Linked DNA regions of Oryctolagus cuniculus: region 2 is linked to region 1. A link is a contact called in public Hi-C data. All regions are on one chromosome and are shown on one strand. Each heading gives the region's core, a stretch centred on a gene start, on an enhancer-like site or on the middle of the called end of the contact. The rest is flanking DNA. Distances are from core to core; before and after follow the strand shown. Region 1 overlaps ESD (esterase D). Region 2 has its middle 120 kb from the start of HTR2A.

What was found. A called contact is a pair of places that touch in the nucleus more often than the background predicts.
Region 2: a Hi-C map of an unstated tissue shows a contact between it and region 1, with 3 times the contacts expected there. The contact joins two enhancer-like sites. A contact is called at or near these places in 2 of 6 Hi-C or Micro-C datasets (ear pinna and an unstated tissue).

Annotation. Positions count from the first base shown.
Region 1 is chr9:65,758,036-65,763,799 of mOryCun1.1, forward strand. ESD (esterase D) reads right to left here. Exons shown (of 10, transcript XM_002720716.5): 9 at 3,800-3,961. Among named protein-coding and RNA genes, the nearest start is that of ESD, 19 kb to the right of the region's middle. Within about 2 kb of position 2,561, at least 1 of the 8 cell types and tissues checked has an H3K27ac peak or open chromatin away from gene starts, as enhancers often do.
Region 2 is chr9:66,023,146-66,028,909 of mOryCun1.1, forward strand. No RefSeq gene overlaps it. Among named protein-coding and RNA genes, the nearest start is that of HTR2A, 120 kb to the left of the region's middle. Within about 2 kb of position 3,131, at least 2 of the 8 cell types and tissues checked have an H3K27ac peak or open chromatin away from gene starts, as enhancers often do.

The sequences.
Region 1 (5,764 bases), core at 1,311-3,810:
GGGCAAATACAAGGTAGAATAAATGGCCATAGGTTAAAGTCTAGCAAAGATTTTTTTTTAAGTTTAACTAGTAAATGGTCTCTGGGGGAAAACAGGAATTTTTATAAGCACAAAAGAAATAAAAATAGACTAAAAAAACCATTGGTTTCAGGAAACAAGGGCAATCCACAAGGTTCTGGTGAATCAGTGAATGTTCTCAATCTGTTACTTCCAGAAAAGTATAGAATGTGTATCTCAGGAGTTAATGAAACGTTCTAGCTTGAAGTCAAAGTAATTTAAAATTCTATCAGGGAAGTAAATCGGACAGGAATGTTGGCAAGATGAAGGCTGAACTTTGAATTACTTGGATTTACGTCTCCCTGTGATCAGACCAGTTCCATCTGATTAACTTTAGAACTAAAGGCAGTTTCTTACACAAAAGTATTTAAAGAAAAGTGCCTTCCACTCTAATTCCTGAACTGTGAATTAAACAGGCTGATTTTTAGGCCACAATACCTAGGAAATGTACTGCCATTCTGAGCACATCAAAAGATGGATCCGATAGAAAATGTAGGTGTAGGAAACAGATGTCTCAAACGTATGTGACAAAAGCCCGAGTCAGAGCTCTCGCGCCAGGTTTCCTCTCCATTTCACCTGTGTGACATGCCCGGCACAGCTACCGGCAGGTAACAGGTAGCCTCCGCCGCTGCTGGTGTCATCGTTAGAGAAGGCTCAGGAAAAGCCAAAGTGCCAATTTTGAGTTCTCCAGGCTGTTACAGAATTGGAGCTCCAGTGTCACCCCTGACTAGTTTCAAGTTCTGTTTATCGATCTCACTAAACAGGGGTGGCTTCGTTCACTGAGCTGGTCGGGTATGTTAGGCATGTGGTGCCACTGTGTGTAATTAGGGCCTTTGTTTTGTCCTTTGCCTCACACTTGAAGTGGAGAAATCCTTGGTGGCACAGCTCCGACTCCTGGAGTTTGAAAATACATGAATGCATTCTGTCACCCTTCGCCCAACTCGCAAAAAGGAAACAGTGCAGCAGTAGCTGCAATGGACATTTATTCTAACAGGCAGTATGTTCCCACATTTTCCCCACTCAATTTGAAAAGCCTGGCTATGCTCGAAGGTATTCATTTGTTTCTTTAACACACACTGAGAATCTATGTGCTAGGTAATTGTGTTAAGCTAGGATACAGAGATGAGTGAGGGGGCCTGGCATTTCTGGAATTCTCTAAGAGGTAGATGCAGGGGCCAAAGCAGCCTTGGAGTTTTCAAAGAGCTTCTAAGACTTGAAGAGGTATGACAGTCCTCCCTTTCTAGTCCCCAAAAAGGGAATGTTCTTTCTGGAATTTTCCTCAGTCACTGAGATTTTAAGTACTTTTCTTTTTTTTAATTATTAAATATTTACTAGAAAGTCAGAGTTACAAAGAGAAGAGGACCTCTCTCTCTCTGCCTCTCCTTCTGCTGTTTCACTCCCCAACTGGCCGCAACAACGGCTAGAACTGCGCTGATCCAAAGCCAGGAGCTTCCCCCAGGTCTCCCATGTAGGTGCAAGGACCCAAGGACCTGGGCCATCCTCCACTGCTTTCCCAGGCCACAGCAGAGATCTGGATCAGAAGTGAAGCATCCAGGACTTGAACCAGCATCCATATGGGATGCCAGCACTGCAGGCGGAGTCCTTACCCACTATGCCACAGTGCCAGCCCCAAGTACTTCCTTTTCTGGCTAAGATTTGATCTCTGTACACTAGATATCGGATTCTGCTACTTATTGGTTTTTTTTTCCAATTTATAGTATCTGAAGTCAAGACATTATATACATTTAAACATACACATATAATATATAAATAAATAAAACATAGTATATTAAAATTCTAACCAAATAAAAATCCCATGCACTTATATCCACTTCTCAACACAATTTGACAGTTGATAAAGTATAAATAAACTGAGCATTTAGCACCAGGATAAAGAAGAAAATGAATGAAGGGCAAATCATGTACATGATTGAAATGATTTTCTTAGGTCAGTTACTTGTATATATACTCTCTATTTCCAGATGACTTTGCGTTTTGTAGCTTCCACTTCACAAAGAAATAGTTACACAGTGCTCATCATTAACCAGTGAGGCTGGTAATGAAGCTCTCAGACCTGAAGCAACTGGAAGTCAATGGGAGTTGGCCAGAACTCTGAATGTGGCCTCCCTGGAGCCACTACTCAGACCTGTCCACTTGGCTGTTGACTTGATTACAACAAACTCAAATACAGTTTGCTTCAGACTGACCTTGCTGGCAAGAAAGCAAACACAAAATTGTCCCTGGCTCAGGACCGTGACTGTGGTGACGCCACACTTTCTTTTTTAAGGAGAGTTGACGGCTTTGTCTTGACTCCTCATTAAGTACAGCCAACTATGTTATTATAGTTGCTTGGGATACAGACATTTGAGAAATAAGTTGATTTACTTTCCCCCCACAAGAATGTCATCTGTGTTCTAATTTTATGCTGTTTTTATAAAAGAACTCCAGGGATTTTCAGACTTTGTTGGCAGGCAGAAACTTTGTAGAAACAACAGAATTCTTAGCATGGCCTCAAGGGAAGCAGATGAGGCACCAAGCGTGGCTGATGCCAAGAACCTCGGGTCATTCAGAAATAAACATGGTTTCTTACATCACTTACAGCTACAATTAATATGGTTAAGCACAGTATTGTTTTTATCATCAAATTGGTATTCAGATTTCTCAAGGTTGGTTTGACTTAAAATCTGATTGTGATGGTAAATGTTCATATAAATCTAAAAAAATTCACACGCCATATATGACCATAATGAAAGGAGATTGCTGAGAGCTGCTGTACAGGTTAGACAAGCCGGAGGTAACGCACATCTGCTCCTTGTGCTCCTCAGAAGCTAGGCGGATGACAGAAGACAGAACCTGCAGTCAAGTGACCTTGCCTCCAACCCTGGTTCAGCAGACCTAGCTTTGTGACCTTAGCTCAGGAGGTTTTTTCTGGATCTGTCCCCTCACCTCTCAAACAGATGAACAAGAAAGGAATAAACTTATTTAGTGGTATCAACGCTGAAGTGAGTTTGTGCTGTTCAAACATTTTGTAAACTGAAATATACCACAAAGTGCAATGCCTTATTGATATATGAACATTTACCATCAAAATTACATTTTAATGTGCCTGTCATTTAACATTACTCTTAGGAATGAAAATCATAGTCTTAAAAATAATGATCAGGTATAATTTTCAGTGTTCCTTTTTTTATCCTGACTTTATCTTAGATTTTGTATTTTTTAAATAAAAGCAAAATTTCTTTGAGTAAGGTGTATGGTAGAGAATCAAGTGTTTTAGTCAGGAAACACTTTCAAGTCAATTGAAATACAGTAATTAGTCTTCAACTAAAAATAGCCAAGTCATATAACAGATAAGAAGTGCCTGTGTGTGAGATAAACAGTGCTCCGCTCTGGAGGCTAAGATGCCCATCTTTGTATTCCACTGCCAACAGTGGGGCATGCATGAAGAGGTGTGTCCGTGAACGCTGAAGACTATGTAGCACTCAAGCACTAAACTTGTTATTTATCAGTATGAGGGTGAGGAGAAAGCTGTAGGTATTTTTCACTGCCAAAAGCTTTCCTATTTCTATCAAATTTGGTCTTAGGTATAATTTAATGGGGACTTTTCAAGTATTTTAATAGGACTGGAAACTACCTTACTGAAGGCAGTATTTCATATTCTAAAATAAAGCCAAAGAACAATGCAATCTTGCTTTCTTATAGTTATGATATTGTGGTCAAGCTAAAAGCTCCTAGTACTTACCTCTTGTAATCTAAAAACAACAGGGATTTTCTTTTCTGTACAGGCAGCTATGAAATTCTCAGGGAGTAACTGGTCATAAAACTCATCCGCTTTTCCTTGATCAATTAGTATGTCCAGCTGAGACCCTGTATAGGACTTCACAAGATGGGTAGCATCATAAGCCTGTAAAAGAGAAGAAGCATTAAAGAAATAATCTTAAAGTGTCCAGCAAAAGATTCCTCAGAATATACCATAGAGAACCAACAGAGCTTTAAAGTCATTTAAACTCCAAGGTTGATTAACTCAGAGTAAGTTGGCTTCAAAGTCTGACTTGCCAGGTTTTTATCTACATGGTCTTCAGCATTGTCTTCTAGTAACAGCCTCTTTGCCTCTTTCAAGCTGTCCAAAATCGGTGGCAAGAAGCCTGTGCCAAAAACATTCTTTACAGTATGGCCTTTTTTTTGTTCTAAACTTTCAAAATTGTGAATCACCTCTCGCCTCCAATAAATCATGATTTTTTTTCTTTTAAATCCTTCCACAAACTGGAAATCCAAAAATTTCTTCTAACTCCATTAGATCTTCTATTTCCAAATATTCGTTATTTCAAAGTCTCGTTTCTTTTTAACTCTGATTCCAGATAGGAACACATTCAGCCTTCTGTTTTGCTGTTCAATAGCTCTAAATCTCTGCTGTCTACATGCGTGTTCCCACAGGTCTCATTTAAATAATCTGAATGTCAACACATCAAATGTCTTATGTGAGGAGCTGCCACTAGTCACAATTTCACATTTTACCACACAATTTCAAATATTTGCATAATTATACACAAATACATTCACTAGCCACTACTTTTAGGCAGTGACTAAGACGAACAACCAGTTTTCCCTAAGTAATACGTTTTTAAAGACTGCTTCCGTTTATAGGTTCCCTCCTCCTTTCTCCTTTTCAGATAAAGTCCAATGAGCTCTCAATCCTGACTTCATAATTCTAGATGGCCTAAACACAACACAATTAACATAGTAAAACATACTGTACTTGGAGAAATTACATAAGTAGATTCCTTTTTGGGTTACCTGTGCCTTTCCCTTTCCCACTCTCCCTCAGTTATCAGGTCTTTCGTCCAACACTTTGAGTGGGAGGGTGATTATCTTCACAAAGACCTCGGAACAGCACAGACTGCACAGGAAGCAGACTCAAAACCCTGATGGATGTGCATCGCCAGCTCCGAGTGCCTACCGCTAACCACTCGCAGCACTCTTCCTGTCGTAGTCACTCTGCCACTATGATACCATCTAAGCCTGAACAAGATGGTAACGTGGTGAGAAAGGACTAATACTCTGATTTGTTAGAATTCCAATGATCATCAAATGAAAGTAGGGATCCATGTGGAAATGACCCCGAACAGATAAATGCTTTAAGGCAAAGAAGCTGGTTTTAATCTGCTCACATATTTTCTGCTCGTTAACATACATGATGATGAGTTCACTTGCAAAATATTCCAACTCTTGGTGGCGTCTGCAAATGACCCATTTCTGGACAAGGGTAAAGTCAGAATGACTCTCATGAGAAAGGATTGTTTTTAATTCCATTTTGAAGCACCTATTCCCATGCTTGAAAAAGCAACCTTGCCATTGGTATTAGTTATGTAAGTGTAGTAAGATCTACTTTGAAAGATTTTTCCAGGTCTGAAATTTAAAATCCAAATCTAAGAGATGCCGCATTTTGATACAGATACAACAGTTAAAAAGCCAGGTCTTTTGGTTCCTATTATACAACTGAACATATAGTTGATAGGAGGGAAGTTAAACAGCAATAATATGGGATTTTTTTTTTTTTGGTTCTGTTAATTTAGAAAAAATATAAATTAGCAGAAAAAAACAGCTTAGGATATCTTCCATCTACCTACATATACACACATTCTCAGCTCTGAGGCCTTAACTTGAGCAGTCTTGGACTGCAATGCTTGTGGTATGCAAGATACCTTTT
Region 2 (5,764 bases), core at 1,881-4,380, 270 kb after region 1:
TGCTCATGCACTTTTTTTTTTTTTTGTACTCTAATACCACAAATCGGGGAACACATGTGATATTTGTCTTTTTGACACTGGCTTATTTCACCAAGCATAATGGTTTCCAGTTGTATCTATTCATTCTTTTTTACAGCTGTGTATTCCATAGTGTGTGTATACTACATTTAAAATCCATGCATTCTTGTTAGACAACCTAATAATTCCATGAACTTTATGAAGACACCTTGCATGGAGGTATGTAAAAAAAATTTTTGACCAAAAAATTTCAGTTCTCTCATAATCATGACATCAGGCAGTATCTAATTTCATACTTCCAAATGGATAACTTGTAACCAGTTTTCACTGTAGTATTTCACTTGATTTATTCTCACTTTTTGCTTGAACTGAATTTGCATTTGGACCTGATATCTGTCTCTAGTCTCTGTGCTATTGATTTATATTAACCTATTCTGGCACCAGTATGCCATTGTTTCTAGGGGATAGATTTGTAGGACATCTAATTTATTTATAAAAATTTAATAGATGAATAAAAATGGTACACTTTTGTGGTTCTATGTGATGTTTTGATACATGAGTATTTTGTAACATCAAATCAGGGTAAATATATCCATCTTGTCTAGAACTTAGGATTTGGATACTTTTACCATAAAGAAATACTGTCTTCTAGTTTTTTGAAAGATTTACTGATTTTAAAGGCAGAGTAACAGAGAGGGAGAGATCTTCAATCTACTGATTCATCCCCTAAAAAGCCTCAACAGCCAGGTCTGGGCCAGGCTAAAGCCAGGAGCCTGCAAACGCCATCCTGGTCTCCCGCATGACTGCCTGGGGCCCAAGTACTTGGGCCATCTGCTGCTGCCTTCCCAGGTGTATTAGCAGGATTGATTGTGTCAATTGCAGTGTGTGTATTAAGGACAAAAAGTATAAACAACAAACTGTCCTGAGCCTATCATCCAGAGGCAACAACTCACATTTTCAAATTAAGAAAAATAAATATAATTGCACACCTTTATGAGGTATGATGTGATGTTTTGGACATTTATACACTGATTAAAAATATCCAGGTGAAAGAGTAACAGATAAGTCACCATTTATTTGTGACAAGAACCCTGAAACTCCTTTCTGCTAGATGTTTTGAATGATGTGATCAATATTGTTAATTATCATCACCCTACTGTTACAAAACATCAGAACCTATCTCTCCTGCCTGTGACTTTGTATCCATTAGCCTTTGCTACCCTCTGGTAACCACTCTTCTCATTAGTTAAATGTTTTTATTTTGTTGAGATTCCAGATGAGAGTGAAATCAGGTAGTATTTATCCTTCTGTGTCTGGTTCATTTTACTTAGTGTTATCATCCCCAGGTGCCTCTCTTGCTGCAAATGACAGGACTTAATTATTTTCGTGGCTGAATATTATGTCACTGTGTCTATGTACCACGTTTTCTTTATCCATTCATCAGTTGAAGGGCATATTGAGCGTCTGAACCCCCCAATGAAATCTGCTGCTCTTAGGCTATTTCCTGTTAGATACTGATTCTAGTTCTTTTTCCCCATGACCTCTCACTGCTCCTAGCAGATACACCTGAGCAGCATTTATTAATATGTATTTCATAAAAGACTTTACTTATTTTGGAGGTAGAGTTACAGAAAGAGAGGGAGAGACACAGAAAGGTCTTCTATCCACTGGTTCACTCCCCAAATGGCCAAAATGGCTGGGACTGAGCTGATCTGAAGCTAGATTTTTCTGGGTCTCCCAAGTGGGTGCTTGGGGGCCATGCTCCACTGTTTTCCCAGCCCATAGCAGACAGCTGGATAGGAAGAGAAGCCAGGACACAAACCAGCATCCATAAGGGCTACTGTTGCTGCAGATGGAGGTTTATCCTTCTACACCACAGTACCAGCCCGTAATATATACCTTTAAAAGGAGGATGAATTCAGTTTGTATCACCGTTACATGAGACATGCATAGCTACTTAAGAATAAGCTGAAAAATGGAGTTTAAAATGGATGAATTCTATATTTGGAGTGTTTCTTAAATTACAGGTTTTCATGAAGCCATGAAAGTCTCTGAATATAGTGTCATAAAGTCTTTGAACTAGTGTCGTAAAAAGAAATGGACTTGGAAATCAGACTTAATTTAAAAAATTTCCAGCTATTTGGTAGCTGCGAGACTTACATTGAGGTAACCTTTTAGAGAATTCACGTTCTCATTTTTAGAAATCAAATAAGTACTTTGTAGAGTTATGGGGATTAAAACCAGGCGTACAGACACTTCGCACACTTGGCATGTACTACTTCGGCAGTTTGAATGACTGTTAGGTTTTTGGTGAAGCAGCATGCATGTATGTGCTTCGAGCTATTGCCTTGAGCTCAAAATATTAAGGCTCAAAATATTGGGACGATTGCTTGGGTTTTAGTTCTGTTCTAAAACTGAATTTCTATTTCCTCTTTTGCAGACTTATAACATCTAATATTCTCTAGAATTGCGATCCACAACTTTGCATTGTAGTTAGATTTGTAGGGGGGCGGATATATCTTATTCTGAAAAACTATATGGAATCTGCCTGCCCTCACCCGATTTGTGACGCTCAATTTTACTCCATGTGAAACGACCATTTCTCTTTTCACCCTCTCTGAATACCACACATTTCATCAAAGTTCAGTAGGTGGGAACTATTTTGCCCTCAAACACGGTCCTCTTACCAACCCGCCTTCTTGTTCACGGGATACCTCCTTCACCGCACAGGAAAACGTGCGTGCTCACTGCTGGGCCAGCTCGCTCCTCACAGCCTTGTCTTCTCAGAGGGTGCCTCCTTCCTATTCCATCATCAACTGCTCCCTCTGCTGGATCCTCCCTCTCAGCGCACAACTCTGCCTTCGTGACACTTCAGCGACAGCATGCAGTGAAGCCACCAGTCCTCTCTCATTGTCAACTCCCTTGCAGGGTTGACTCTCCCCCAGCCAGTACCTTCCCACACATCAGCCCATGGCGGCTTGTCCTTCAACCTTGCCCAAGAAGTTGCTGTTGTCAAGGGCACCAGCGCGCTCGGCATGCCAAGCTGTGTGGGCGATTGTCCTCATCCAACCCGGTTTCTCAGCACTGATGGTGTAGACGATGAGCTGCTGCTTGAAGCACTTTCTAGCTGGCTGTTCTCGCATGCCACGTTTCCTGTATGTTTCTAACTCCCTGGCTGTCCTTGTGCGTTCTTTCACAGCTTCCGTTCCTCTCCTGGACTGCTAAATTATGAAACATGCCAGACATCTTCTTTTCCTATGAGTCATATCCAAAATCCAGACAATTGCTCATAAATAACCCTTTCTTACTCCTTATCATCTTTGTCTCTGCCTCTCCTCTCCCATTCCCCTTTTTTTCTTCTTCTCCCTCCTTAACATAATGATCTTTTGTTGATTAATTATTTTTTTTTCTGGGCTTGGGGCCAGGCACTGGACGTACAGAGATGAATAAGATGTGTTCTCTGTCTTGAAGCAATTCATGGCCTACCAGAAAGTGTTGGACGTAGGGAGAAGCACTTACAAAGCATTAGAGCCTTAGAACCATGGCTAAGTACAGAGGTCCACAAAGCCTGGAGTAGATGGGGGTAGAAAGAATTCATGGGGCATTTTCTCCTGAATAGCAATGGCTTACCTCATTCTGTTTCAGCCCCATAACCTGCAGGGAGGAAAAGAAAGTGAGGATCACATCTGAATTTTTAAAAATGTGATCCTGCAGGTCAAACAAAAGACTTGACAAACCATCAGTGTTTTTAAAATACGGAAAAGAAGAATGTTTAAATAAATCATTTAAAGTCTTTTTAACTTTTATATCAAAGTAGTTCATACCCATCAATTTTACAAAGTCAATGGTTTGACAAGGTCAGTTGTGAGCAGCAGAAGTCTCTGGTTCCCTTCTCTCTCCATTCTCTCTTCGCCAGTGTAACCACTTTCAACCAGGTTAGCTGCTGCCTTGGGTAATTATATCCATATTGATAAATAATTGACTTTGAAGAAAGTGCTGACTTCTGGGGCTGGTGCCACGGTGCAGTGGGGTAAGCCGCAGTCGGCAACGCTGCCTCTCCTATTGGAGGGCCAGTTTTAGTCCTGGCTGTTCCGATTCTAATCCAACTTCCTACTACTGCATCTGCAGAGGGAGTAGACAATGGCCCAGTACTGGGACCCCCACTTCCCACATGGGAGACGAAGAAGGAGTTTTTGGCTCTTGGTTTCAGTCTGGCCCAGGAGTGGTTGCTGACAGAGTGAACCATTTAGGAGTAAACCAGCAGATGAGCTATCTGTGTTTTTCTCCATCTTTCTCTACCACTCTGCCCTTCAAATAAATTCATCTTTTTTAAACTATTGATTGTTTATCTGCTTACATACCCTGTGTGAATGAAAATGTAATCATCTTTTCTAACCCACGAACACGTGGCATAAGCTTTCCCATTTTCCCATGTTATTTTTAGTTTGATAGAAAAACTGAATACAGAGCAATTACCATGACTGTGATGCTTTTTCTCCCTCACAATGAAGCCCTAGATAAACTTATTAAAATCTAAGAAAATAGATATTTTGATTTAATACTTAGATATCATGATTCACCCCCATGATTCTGATAGAAATCTGAAAATCTTCTCCACCCTGTAAGTTTAATCACCTTGGTCGTTCTCAGCATCTGCTCCGTTCAGGACTTGTTCCTCGTGGTCAAGCTGCACTTGCCCTGGGATCTCCCCTGAGCATCACTGGGGATAGCCACGCTGTTCTGTGCTGGTGCCCTGGCTGGTTTCTGCATCCCATGCTGTGTGATTGTTGATACCCCTGTTATGGCTTCTTAAAGGATGGACAATGACATTTTCCAAAAACCTTCCTCCCTCTCACCTCTGACAATTTTCCTCCACAGCAAAAATTAGATAGAAAATTTTTCTTAAGCATTGTTGCTTCATTGTCTACTACCTTTCAAGGTTGTATCTAGTAGTCCAGTGTCAATCCCATTTTTCTTTTGACAAGGAACTAATTTTAAGGAATGGAACCCAAGGAATTGTATTTTCTCTGTAATTTCATTGAGAAAGACCTTTTTTGAGTTTGTTTTCTTTCATGTTGATCATTCAGTGGATTTTTCAATGTGAAAATTCATATACTTCCAGTCTGGAAATGTTTACTGGTTTGTTTATTTGTCTTGTATTCATTAATTTTCTTATATTTTCTTTCTGGAATTCCTGTATACATGTTGTATCTCCTAGGCTGATTTTCTAGTTTTTACTTTGTCATTTTTCTAAGTATCTGAGGGATTTCTGCAACTATATCTGCCACTTTTCTTGGAAGGTTTACTTTTCCTTCTTTCTATTTTTCTTTTTTTTTTTTGAGATATCTTTACTTGAACGGCAGAGTTAGACAGAAATTGATCTTCCATCTGCTGGGTCACTCCCCAGATGGCTGCAACAGCTGGACTGGGCCAGGTTAAAGCCAGGAGCCTCAGCCAGTTTCCCAGGTAGGTGCAGGGGCCCACGGACTTGAGTCACCTGCGGCTGATTTCCAAGGCACATTAGCAGAGAGCTGGATTGGAAGTGGAGCAAGCAGGACTTGAACTGGTGCCCAGATAGGATGAGGCAGCTTAGCCTGCTGCACCACAGTGCCAGCCCCATGCTGTTGGATTTCTAACTCCAAAATGTCCTTTGTCCTGGGTATCCCTTTTTGGTAGCATCTGGTTAATTTTGAATTGATTTAAAAAATTTTTTTGTTATATTCTGAGAAAACTTTTTCTGGGTTAT